Regions from separate parts of the Sus scrofa genome. Here region 2 is linked to region 1. The links are chromatin contacts, called in public Hi-C maps. All regions are on one chromosome and are shown on one strand. Each heading gives the region's core, a stretch centred on a gene start, on an enhancer-like site or on the middle of the called end of the contact. The rest is flanking DNA. Distances are from core to core; before and after follow the strand shown. Region 1 holds the start of NRAP (nebulin related anchoring protein). Region 2 holds the start of ADRB1 (adrenoceptor beta 1).

What was found. A called contact is a pair of places that touch in the nucleus more often than the background predicts.
Region 2: a contact with region 1 is called in a Hi-C map of heart right ventricle, with 4 times the contacts expected there. The contact joins the promoter of ADRB1 here to the promoter of NRAP in region 1. A contact is called at or near these places in 2 of 5 promoter capture datasets (fetal liver and liver) and 1 of 47 Hi-C or Micro-C datasets (heart right ventricle).

Annotation. Positions count from the first base shown.
Region 1 is chr14:124,005,744-124,010,789 of Sscrofa11.1, forward strand. NRAP (nebulin related anchoring protein) reads right to left here and starts at 2,013. Exons shown (of 41, transcript NM_001044616.1): 1 at 1,783-2,013; 2 at 1,349-1,443; 3 at 697-784. The coding sequence starts at 1,854.
Region 2 is chr14:124,397,354-124,402,636 of Sscrofa11.1, forward strand. ADRB1 (adrenoceptor beta 1) reads left to right here and starts at 2,977. Exons shown (of 1, transcript NM_001123074.1): 1 at 2,977-4,386. The coding sequence starts at 2,977. The coding sequence ends at 4,386.

The DNA.
Region 1 (5,046 bases), core at 763-3,262:
ACCTTAAACACTACTAAATTCAGAGAGATTTACGAGTGTAGAACTAGTACCGAAATGCCACAGGAAAAGAAAGGAAAGGCCTTTGTAATGTTTTCCAACTACATGAACTTTGTTTTATGTACTAAGTGCGTAGTGTATGCATGGCCTATTGCATCAATGTGTCCAGAGCTGGCACACACAGAGAGGTTAAAATGGACACAAGGGGAGTTCCTGTCGTGGCTCAGCTGTTAACAAACCCAACTAGCATCCGTGAGGACACAGGTTTGATCCCTGGCCTAGCTCAGTGGGTTAAGGATCTGGCGCAAGTTGCCATGAGCTGTGGTGGAGGTCACAGACACGGCTTGGATCCCACATTGCTCTGGCTCTGGCATAGGCTGGCGGCTATAACTCCAATTCGACCCTTAGCCTGGGAACCTCCATGTGCTGCAGGTGTGGCCCTAAAAAGACCAAAAAATAAAAAATAAAATAAATAAAATAAAATGGACACAAGGACCCCGAATATTCGAGCTAGATTATCCTGTGTATTGGCCTCTATGCTATGGTAGGACAAATAGGAATATTTTCTACTTAAATGCCCTCTGCTTATATATGTGGAGAAAACAGGTAGGTTCACATCTGGGCAGAGACACTTAAAAACCTAACAGTTGCCTGAGTTAAGACATTTTCTTTCAAGGTTATTTTGAAATGCAAACTTACCCCACCGATGGCCTCTGGAGACTGCCTCACTTTTAGATTTAACGGAGTGTGATAGACACTTGTAAAGCTGTTGTTCTTGGGGTTATGGCTACAAAAATTAGACAGAAACTGAAATTAGAAATATATTTTATCTACAATGATTGCAAAACTGTTCTTAAAGGCAGAGTCTTCTTTAATCAAAAAATATAAAACTTCATAATTATTTTGAAGATTTTTCCAGGCAATGAGTCATAAAGGAAAAAAAAATCAAATAAATTCAACCTATTTAACCTATAGACTAGACTGAACTGGAAATGATCACTTCAAAACTTTCTGAAGAAATACAAAAGGATTCTGAAGTTATTTAAAAGGAAACACTTAAAGCCTCATGCATCCCCACGGCAACTACACTGTTCTATGTAACATTTAATAATTTGACGTGAGGTTATAGTGGATAGATCTGATCTTTTACTTATCAGAAATGTGAAATTTTCAACTTTCTGTTGCATAACATCCTGTCTTAGGTCTCTTTGATGATTGGATGTAAGTAAAAACTGTGGAGGAGATGTTTCTTGGATTTAACCCAGGAGTCTGTGATTTGAACCTCTGCTGGCTACTGGCTTAAAAAATAAATACAACTCAAGGGGTGGTGGGGAGGACAGCAAACACTTACGCGTGACAGTATGGCTTTTTCTGGTGACTCACAAAGTTATTAACCGATAGCATCATCTTGCAAACTTCACAGTGAAAACATGCTTTGTGCCATATCTACAAATCATATAGAAAAAGTTTTAGCAAAATTCCTTTTCTTTTTTTTTTTTTTTTCAGACTCAGGATTCTTGTGTATCTCAGAGTCAAAGAAAGAAAAAAACAAGCTTTAGGGATAAAATGGTGATAAAACACACACACACGGCTATGATGCGTAGATAAACGAATACAATTTTTTTGAGACAATACAGGAGATGTGGCCAGAAATGGGTACAACTGAAGAAAGGTGGGAAATACACCTTATTTTAGTGGTTCAAAAGACTTCCACAGGTCCATATGTGAGAAGATAAATTTCTCAGGTTTGTTACCACTGCCAAAGGCCAAGAAATATCTACTGACCTGGTCTAGACAGTTGATCTTCTCAGCAGGGTACACGCCATACCCACACCTGGAGCAAGCCTGCACATTCATCTTGACGTCCAAAGAGAGGAGACAGAGACAGGTCACAGGCAAGAAATCCAAGAAGTCCCCTTAAAGTTGTCCAAGTCTGCAAAGTCCCGACTCCGATTAAATTCCTGTGGGCACCTTGACCGCTCAGAATCCAACTTCCACTTTCCTTTGCTGACCTTCTAGTTTGAAGTCAGCTTCTGGATGGCTTTTAAAGCTGCCACTTACTCAAAGGGCTATTTTGGCGACTCGCTCAGCACGCATGCGTCTGGGAAATAAGGTGGAGGTATTTCTAGCTGACAGGCTTCTCGAAATAGAAAAGTGAACTCATGATGGCATCATGTTTATGGGGATGACCACAGCCTCATGTGTGATCGGGCACCTGTAGTCGTCGAACACTAGCTGTGATCATGACCCAAGAAAAGACCTCAGAGGCATACGCCACACCAAATGAGAAAAGCTTGCTCTGGGAGGCCTGTGACTAAAGCAGAAAGGCCAGCTCCCCTTCCTCCTCCCTGGGAAAGAAAATAAAACAGGGTTGATTCACTCCACAGGAGAGTAAATACCCTATTTGTAATTTAGCCTTAGCTCTTAAAAATGTGTATAAGAGGAGGATGGAAAACTTAGTAAGATACTCATTGTTCGGCTTCTGCAAGAATACAAAAATAAGAACAGATGAGAGCTCCGGGTGCTGGCCTCTATATACTACCCTGGACTGTCCTAAGTCCTTGCTTAGTCCCCTGGCTCCTGGGTTTGAAGAAGGGGGCAGCTTGATGGCAAACTCTCTCTCACTTTTTTTTTTTTTTTTCCCCATATATGACTGCGGGAGATCCTTGGCCAGGGATCAAACCTGTGCACAGCAGCGAAAGTGAACTCTCTCTTCTTGGCTTTGTGAAGCTCCTCATTGATTTTGGTGTCTACCTAAATATCACCTTAAAACAGACCTTCGCAGAGTTCCCACTGTGGTGCAGTGGAAAAGAATCTGACCAGGACACACGAGGCTGTGGGTTCGATCCCTCACCTCGCTCAGTGGGTGAAGGATCTGGCGTTGCTGTGAGCTGTGGTATACGTCACAGACTCGGCTCAGGTCCTGCATTGCTGTGGCTGTGGCGGGCAGCTGTAGCTCCGATTTGACCCCTAGCCTGGGAACCTCCATATGCTGTGAGTGTGGCCCTAAAAAGCAAAAACATACAAACAAACAAAACAGACCTTCATGAAACAGCTCACAAAAGATGGTGTCTCACTCCCCTCAGTTCACGGCTTTCTACGGCCACTCCTCTGCTTTATGTTATTCACAGCAGATACCATCATCTGCCATTTTAAGCTTTCTGTATCCACTTTTAAAAATTGTCTAGGAGTTCCCGTCATTGTCGATCAGTGGTAACAAAACTGAGTAGTATCCACGAGGATGCAGGTTCGATCCCTGGCCTCACCCAGTGGGTTAAGGATCCAGCGTTGCCATAAGCTGTGGTGTAGGTCACAGGCATGGCTCAGATCCCACGTTGCTGTGGCTGTGGTGTAGACTGGCAGCTGCAGCTTTGGTTTGACCCCTGGCCTGGGAAGTTCCATATGCCACAGATGCGGCCCTAAAACAAACAAACAAACAAACAAACAAAATCATCTATCTCTTCCGTCGCAATATGGGTTCCATCCAGATAGGGTCCTTGGTCCTTATCATTTCTGTATCCCCAGTGCCTAGAATAAGGTCTAATATGGAAAAAGTGCTCAAAAAGTATGTACTGAATCAAAACAATCAACTTAATACACCAAAATTGCCTGCAGGGGCCAGTCAAGCCATAGGTCACACACCCCCATCTGAACCATGCTTACGACCAGGCCAACTTGTCATGAGGCAATCAATACCCAGCATTGCCAAATATTCTGATTTTTCCAGAAATGCCAGATATCAGAATCTGCACCCGAAGTTCCCTGTTTTGTAAAACACTGGGAATAAGACCATACAGGTCCATGGGCAGGGTTAGGTCGCAGGGCTCCCAATTAGTGACCTTCAGCATAAAAAAAGGCTCTGAGGAGACTGCTGGGGGACGAGGTAGGGCAGAAAGAAATCAGCAGTGCTTTGGTGTCGTGTCTGGAGAAACAGGGGGAGGAGGAGGCCACAGAGCAAGCGACAGAGGCCACGTGACATAAGGGGTGGGGTTGGTGTGTGGTTCCCCATCAAGAGGAGTGGGCACAGGGTTGCCCACTCAGCATGGGGAGGGACTCTTGGCAGGGACTCCAGGCTCAGGAAGCCTCCATGCTGAAATGTGACACAGGCAGCCTGAGGATGTGGGAACAGCAAAGCCAAAGAACAAAGACCTATGGGTTCCCCAAATGTTTTGCTCTATCTGGTATTTCTCCAGCCTCGCCTGGCCATGGGCTGGAAGCCCCAGTAATCACAGAAAAGAACTCTGGTCCCATCCAGGGGGGTGAGGGATTGCGGTCAGGTTTCCTTTAAGGAAAAAAATGGCCTAACACATCTTTAAGGTTGTCGTTGCACCCCATGGCTGCTACAAGTGCTCCGTCACCCGTGTGAAAACAAGGGTGACCAAAATGAAAGATTTATTTTTTTCTTTTTAGGGCCACACACCTATAGCATATGGAAGTCCCCAGCCATAGCCATAGCCATAGCAACGTGGGATCGGAGCTGCATCTGAGACCTACACTGCATCTGGCAACTCTGGATCTTTAACCCACTGAGCAAGGCCAGGGGATTGAACCTGCATCCTCATGGATATTAGTCAGGTTTATAACCCGCTGAGCCACAAAGGGATCTCCCAAAATGAAAATGTGAAGTTTGGCTCATCCCATCACTTCTGCTATTAAAAGGCAGTTATTACATATCAGACATGGTGAAGAAAAACAACCCCATAGAACTGGAAATGGACCTAAAATGAACATTCATTGCCAGAGCAAGAGACACACAGCCCTCATCTGCTGGCTGGACCTTGTGGCTGGTTTCCTGTGTCCGTCCCACCCCCTCACAGCTGGTGGAGCCCCGCCCCCTTGTCACAGGGATTACATCAGGCCCTCCAAGCCTTAGCCAATGAGCGCACATGTTCCTCTGGGCCCGGGATTGGTTCAGAACACGTGTTAGCCTAGGTTCTCCAAAAAACCTGGCAAAGGCTTGTGTGCAAGGACTTTATTTAGAAGTGTGGTCGCAGGGAGCAGAAGTAAGGAGGCAGGAAATGAAGGAGGCAGAGAAAACAGGAGGGTTCT
Region 2 (5,283 bases), core at 1,727-4,226, 390 kb after region 1:
GTGGATATATTTGCTGCTTAATCTTGTATCCTTCTCTAAGGACAAAAAAATGCTAGCTCAAAAACGATTTAAAAAATTGTCCTGAAGCATAGGGATTAAAGGAGACCTGAGAACATTTTATTTTTAAAAGAAAGCTAACTCTGGATGAATATGAACTATTCCAAACTTTTCCAGCAGTACAGCTGAAGGACAGCCCCATGCATCCCAAGAATCCCTTCATGCCTGCAGCCCTGCGCTGGAACGCCTATCAACATAAACTGGTTTTGGATATTTGTGATTTAATGTATATGTTATCCAGAAATTCAGGGATACTTGATGCATTTCCGAATGAGCAGGGGAGAAAAGTTTCAGAGACTTTTACAACAATTCAAATCTCCCGCCCTGACATTCATGGTATGTTTATACATATTCATATGTATACCAATACATGTATGTATACATAAGGTACACAAATATATACATATTTATATATATGGAAATGTTATCGGCATCCAGGCTTCGGTACTGAACCCCTGTGACCTGTGATAAGTCAGGCCTTATCACGCACAGAAATGCAATCCCTTCACCCTTCAGGGGCACTTAAGCTTGGCACACGATAGTCCAGCAACACCACTTTACAGAGAGATGGAGATGGACAGAAGGCCTCCTTCCCACACTCCTTACACCTCACTGCGCAGTCCGGCACTCAGAATCCCACAGCAGCATCCAGCCCAAGGCTCTCCAGCCCTGTGGCTATTTTGAGACTGCCCCGTGAGGGCGGGAACAGAAAAAAGTCAGAAGGGAGACAGGCTGGCAGTGACATGGGTGATACAGCTCTCTGGACGCTCACACTGAACTCAGGGTGCGCCCCCCACCCCCACCCCCAACCCTGTCTTTTCCTTGCTCTCCCTTGGAGAGAGACCTCCCCAAGTTGGCAGGACTAGGCTCACAAGTCCTAGGGCAGGGGTGAATAAACAACTAAGTCACCCACACCTGCCTGCTTTGGGCCTAAAGCAAATCTATATGTTTGGATAGAAAAGAAGGTGAACAGTTCAAACTGTGTGGCTTTATAAACTGAAGAACCATTGCTTGTCGCTCTTGAGTAGCTGTGGAAGTCGGTCTGTCTACAGGGTAAGAATATGAGTTTGGTTCTCATGTTGATGTTCCTTCCAAAAGCTATTCTTTTCCTTCCAATGCTAGAAAGACGTCTGAGCATTATATAACATGTTCACGCACCCTCTCATGGGTAATTAGAAGCTGTTTACTTCTCAAGGATTCAGTTGAAGGCTTTTTATTTTCAAGCCTGAGCTGAGCACTTGACCATGGCCAAAGGGGGGGGGGGAGAAGCTTGCTAACTTTCTGCTGCATTCTGTCTTCATGGTGGCCATCCTGTCGCTGGGTCCCCACATTTAATCACACTGCCTGCTAGGAGAAAGACTGACAAATTTTAAACCCATTCACTGGCCAGCTCAAAATCCTCTGATATAACTTTAAATGCTATTAGATTGTAATCTTCTTGAGTATTTACATGTGTTCTTCTCTCATCCCTGGGAAACTAATCCTAGAGTTCTCAGAATCTGGGAACTTGGGCAAAGGAGAAAACAACCCAGCAGACCCAGAAATAAATCTCAACTCATTATGTCAACCAAAACGAACGTACGTTTTTGTTTGCATCGACTCAGCTCAAATGATAAAATCATGTGAATAATAAAACACCACATCCAAGTGTTATTACTGAAGGTGAAAAGTCTGAAATGTAATTAAATGTGTTCTTTCTTGGTGACAGTGTCATTTACTTTACCTTAACATTCGTGTTTCCTTAAGCCTCGCTCTCCACATTATCGACACACTGTTGCGTCACACTCACACAACCATCAGCTGGGACTGAGAAGTGTGTTTTTCCAACTGGTCTTCAGCATTAGCTGTCAGATGCACAAACGTCCCCATCCTTCCCGCATCTGCTGCACTGGAACCACAGAAGCTTCTTGCAAAAAATAGCTCCCAGAGAGCGTCCCTGACAGATGCGCGGTTTGCTCTAGCAAGGCGCTTGCTGGAAAGTTTCCTCTAACCGCTAACACCCGCCTCTGATCCCCCGAGCTGGCAGGGCGCAGGCTGGCTGGGTCCCCTCCTGACGGGGGAAGGATTTTACACACAGCCTACTAGGCAGCCCAACAGGAGAAACAATCTTGCAGCAGACTCCTTCAACCCCAGCAGGCAGACGGTGCAAGGCGCTCTGGCGCTTGGAGAACACCAAGGTCCCCACCCCGCCGCTAAAGGAAACGCGCGCTCTGCTCTGCGGGGAAACTGCGCACTGGAGGTAAAGGGGTGGCTACTTAAGCTGGGGCGCAAGAGGGAGCCAAACGCCGGAGGCGCAGGAAAGGAGAGATTGGGGGCTGTGGAAGGGGACAGGGTGGGAACCAGGCGCAGTAGGGGGCCGAGGGGAACTGGGCGCTAGAACTAGCGAGCTCAGGGAGGGGCGCGAGCGCAGGAACCCGCGGGCGCCGAGGCGGCGCTCGCTGGGCGATCTCCTCCGGACTCCCCAGAGCTGCTGAACCGCCGGGGGCGGGGAGGGGGTGAGGGGAGTTGCGCGGGGGGGGGGGGGAGAACCAGATCGGGGCGTGCCTTCGCTCGGATTGGCTGCAATAGCCTGACGCGAGGCCCCGGGGGTTGGCTCCAGGGAGTGGGAGTGGGAGCGGGGTGGGGTGGGTGCTGGGTGCCGGGGCTGCGGGTTCCGCGCGCTCAGAAACATGCTGAGGTCCCGGCAGCTGTTCCAGCAGCGACAGCGGCTCCAGCAGCAGCGGCGGCGGCGGCGGCGGCGACAGCGCACAGCTCTGGCGGGGAAGGCGCCCTGCGCCCATGCCTCCGGCCCCGCGCCGCGGCTGCCCTGACCTGGCCGCGACCTCCCTCGTCGCGCCCCGCCGCCCGGGCCTCTGGGGGGGTTCCCCGACCGCGGCCCAACTCCGCCACACCCCCCGCCCCCGGCCTCCGCAGCTCGGTATGGGCGCGGGGGCGCTCGCCCTGGGTGCCTCCGAGCCCTGCAACCTGTCATCCGCCGCGCCGCTCCCCGACGGCGCGGCCACCGCGGCGCGGCTGCTGGTGCCTGCGTCCCCTCCCGCCTCGCTGCTGACCCCAGCCAGCGAGGGATCCGTGCAGCTGTCGCAGCAGTGGACGGCTGGCATGGGCCTCCTGATGGCGCTCATCGTGCTGCTCATCGTGGCGGGCAACGTGCTGGTGATCGTGGCCATCGCCAAGACGCCGAGGCTGCAGACGCTCACCAACCTCTTCATCATGTCCCTGGCCAGCGCCGACCTGGTCATGGGGCTGCTGGTGGTGCCATTCGGGGCCACCATCGTGGTGTGGGGCCGCTGGGAGTACGGCTCCTTCTTCTGCGAGCTCTGGACGTCGGTGGACGTACTGTGCGTGACGGCCAGTATCGAGACCCTGTGTGTCATCGCCCTGGACCGCTACCTCGCCATCACGTCGCCCTTTCGCTACCAGAGCCTGCTGACCCGCGCGCGGGCACGGGCCCTCGTGTGCACCGTGTGGGCCATCTCGGCCCTGGTGTCCTTCCTGCCCATCCTCATGCACTGGTGGCGGGACAAGGGTGCCGAGGCACGCCGCTGCTACAACGACCCCAAGTGCTGCGATTTCGTCACCAACAGGGCCTACGCCATCGCCTCGTCCGTGGTCTCCTTCTACGTGCCCTTGTGCATCATGGCCTTCGTGTACCTGCGGGTGTTCCGCGAGGCCCAGAAGCAGGTGAAGAAGATCGACAGCTGCGAGCGCCGCTTTCTCGGCAGCCCCGCGCGGCCGCCCTCGCCCGCGCCCTCGCCCGGGTCCCCGCTCCCTGCCGCCGCTGCCGCAGCCCCGGTAGCCAACGGGCGCACCAGCAAGAGGCGGCCCTCGCGCCTCGTGGCCCTGCGAGAGCAGAAGGCGCTCAAGACGCTGGGCATCATCATGGGCGTGTTCACGCTCTGCTGGCTACCCTTCTTCCTGGCCAACGTGGTGAAGGCCTTCCACCGCGACCTGGTGCCCGACCGCCTCTTCGTCTTCTTCAACTGGCTGGGCTACGCCAACTCGGCCTTCAACCCCATCATCTACTGCCGCAGCCCTGACTTCCGCAAGGCCTTCCAGCGCCTGCTCTGCTGCGCGCGCCGGGTCGCCCGCGGGAGCTGCGCGGCCGCCGGGGATGGGCCGCGCGCCTCTGGCTGCCTGGCGGTGGCCCGGCCGCCGCCGTCGCCCGGGGCCGCCTCGGACGACGACGACGACGAAGAAGACGTCGGGGCCGCGCCGCCGGCGCCCCTGCTGGAGCCCTGGGCCGGATATAACGGCGGGGCGGCAGCTGACAGCGACTCGAGCCTGGACGAGCGGAGCCCCGGGGGCCGCGCCTCGGAATCCAAGGTGTAGGGCCCAGCGCTCCCTCCCCACCTCCCCAGCGGGGATGCAGGCTCTGCGCCGAGAGAAGAGAACCCGGCGCCCCGAAAGGCTTCCCGGGGGATGAGGAGATCTGTGTTTACTCGAGACCGAAAGCAGGTGAACTCGCAAACCTCGTCTGCATCATCTAAGGCAAACAGAAAAGCCGCGGACCGCTGCACAGAAAGGAAAGTTTGGGGAGGGTGGGAGAGTGGCTTGCTCATTTTTCTTGAGTTCTTTTCTCTGTTTGTGGTCCGTCCTCCTTTTGTGTGTGCGTGTGATGCATCTTTAGATTTTTATTCCCCCAGGTGGTTTTTAACACTTTCTGCGAAGACTAGGGAAGGGATGGGAGAAGCAGGAGAGTTTTTAAAAAGGTGTCTCAACTTGGCTTCCATTCCGTTCCCGGGGACGGGAGCAGTCAACCGGAGAGCAAGGAGGGACAGTGTGTCAGGACATGTTTGCTTTGCAGAGAAATTTCATTTTAAGTCCGGAGCCATGATTTCTCCTGTTCTTAAAGCAGAGGGAAAGGATACAGGCAAAGTTTCAGGAAATTGTAAGCTATTCTTGGAACAAGCCTCACCTTGCTTTCCTTTTGCAGGGCAAGCCGGCTGTCCCCGAGCACCTCCGTGGTCAGGCTGAGGGGTTCCTACCTCACACTGTGCACGTTGCACAGCAAGATAGAGAGACTTGTTTACATTAAACAGCTTATTTATGTATCAATATTAGTTGGGAGGACTAGGCGCTGAGCCTCTGTGACATGTGACTCTGTCCATTGAAGACAGGACAGAAAAAAAAAGGAAATAATTCAGATTACTGCACATGCGGGTAAAAACAAAACAAAGGCATGATTCGAAGTGGCATTTTTGCACAGTATTAGGAATTGTAAAACCC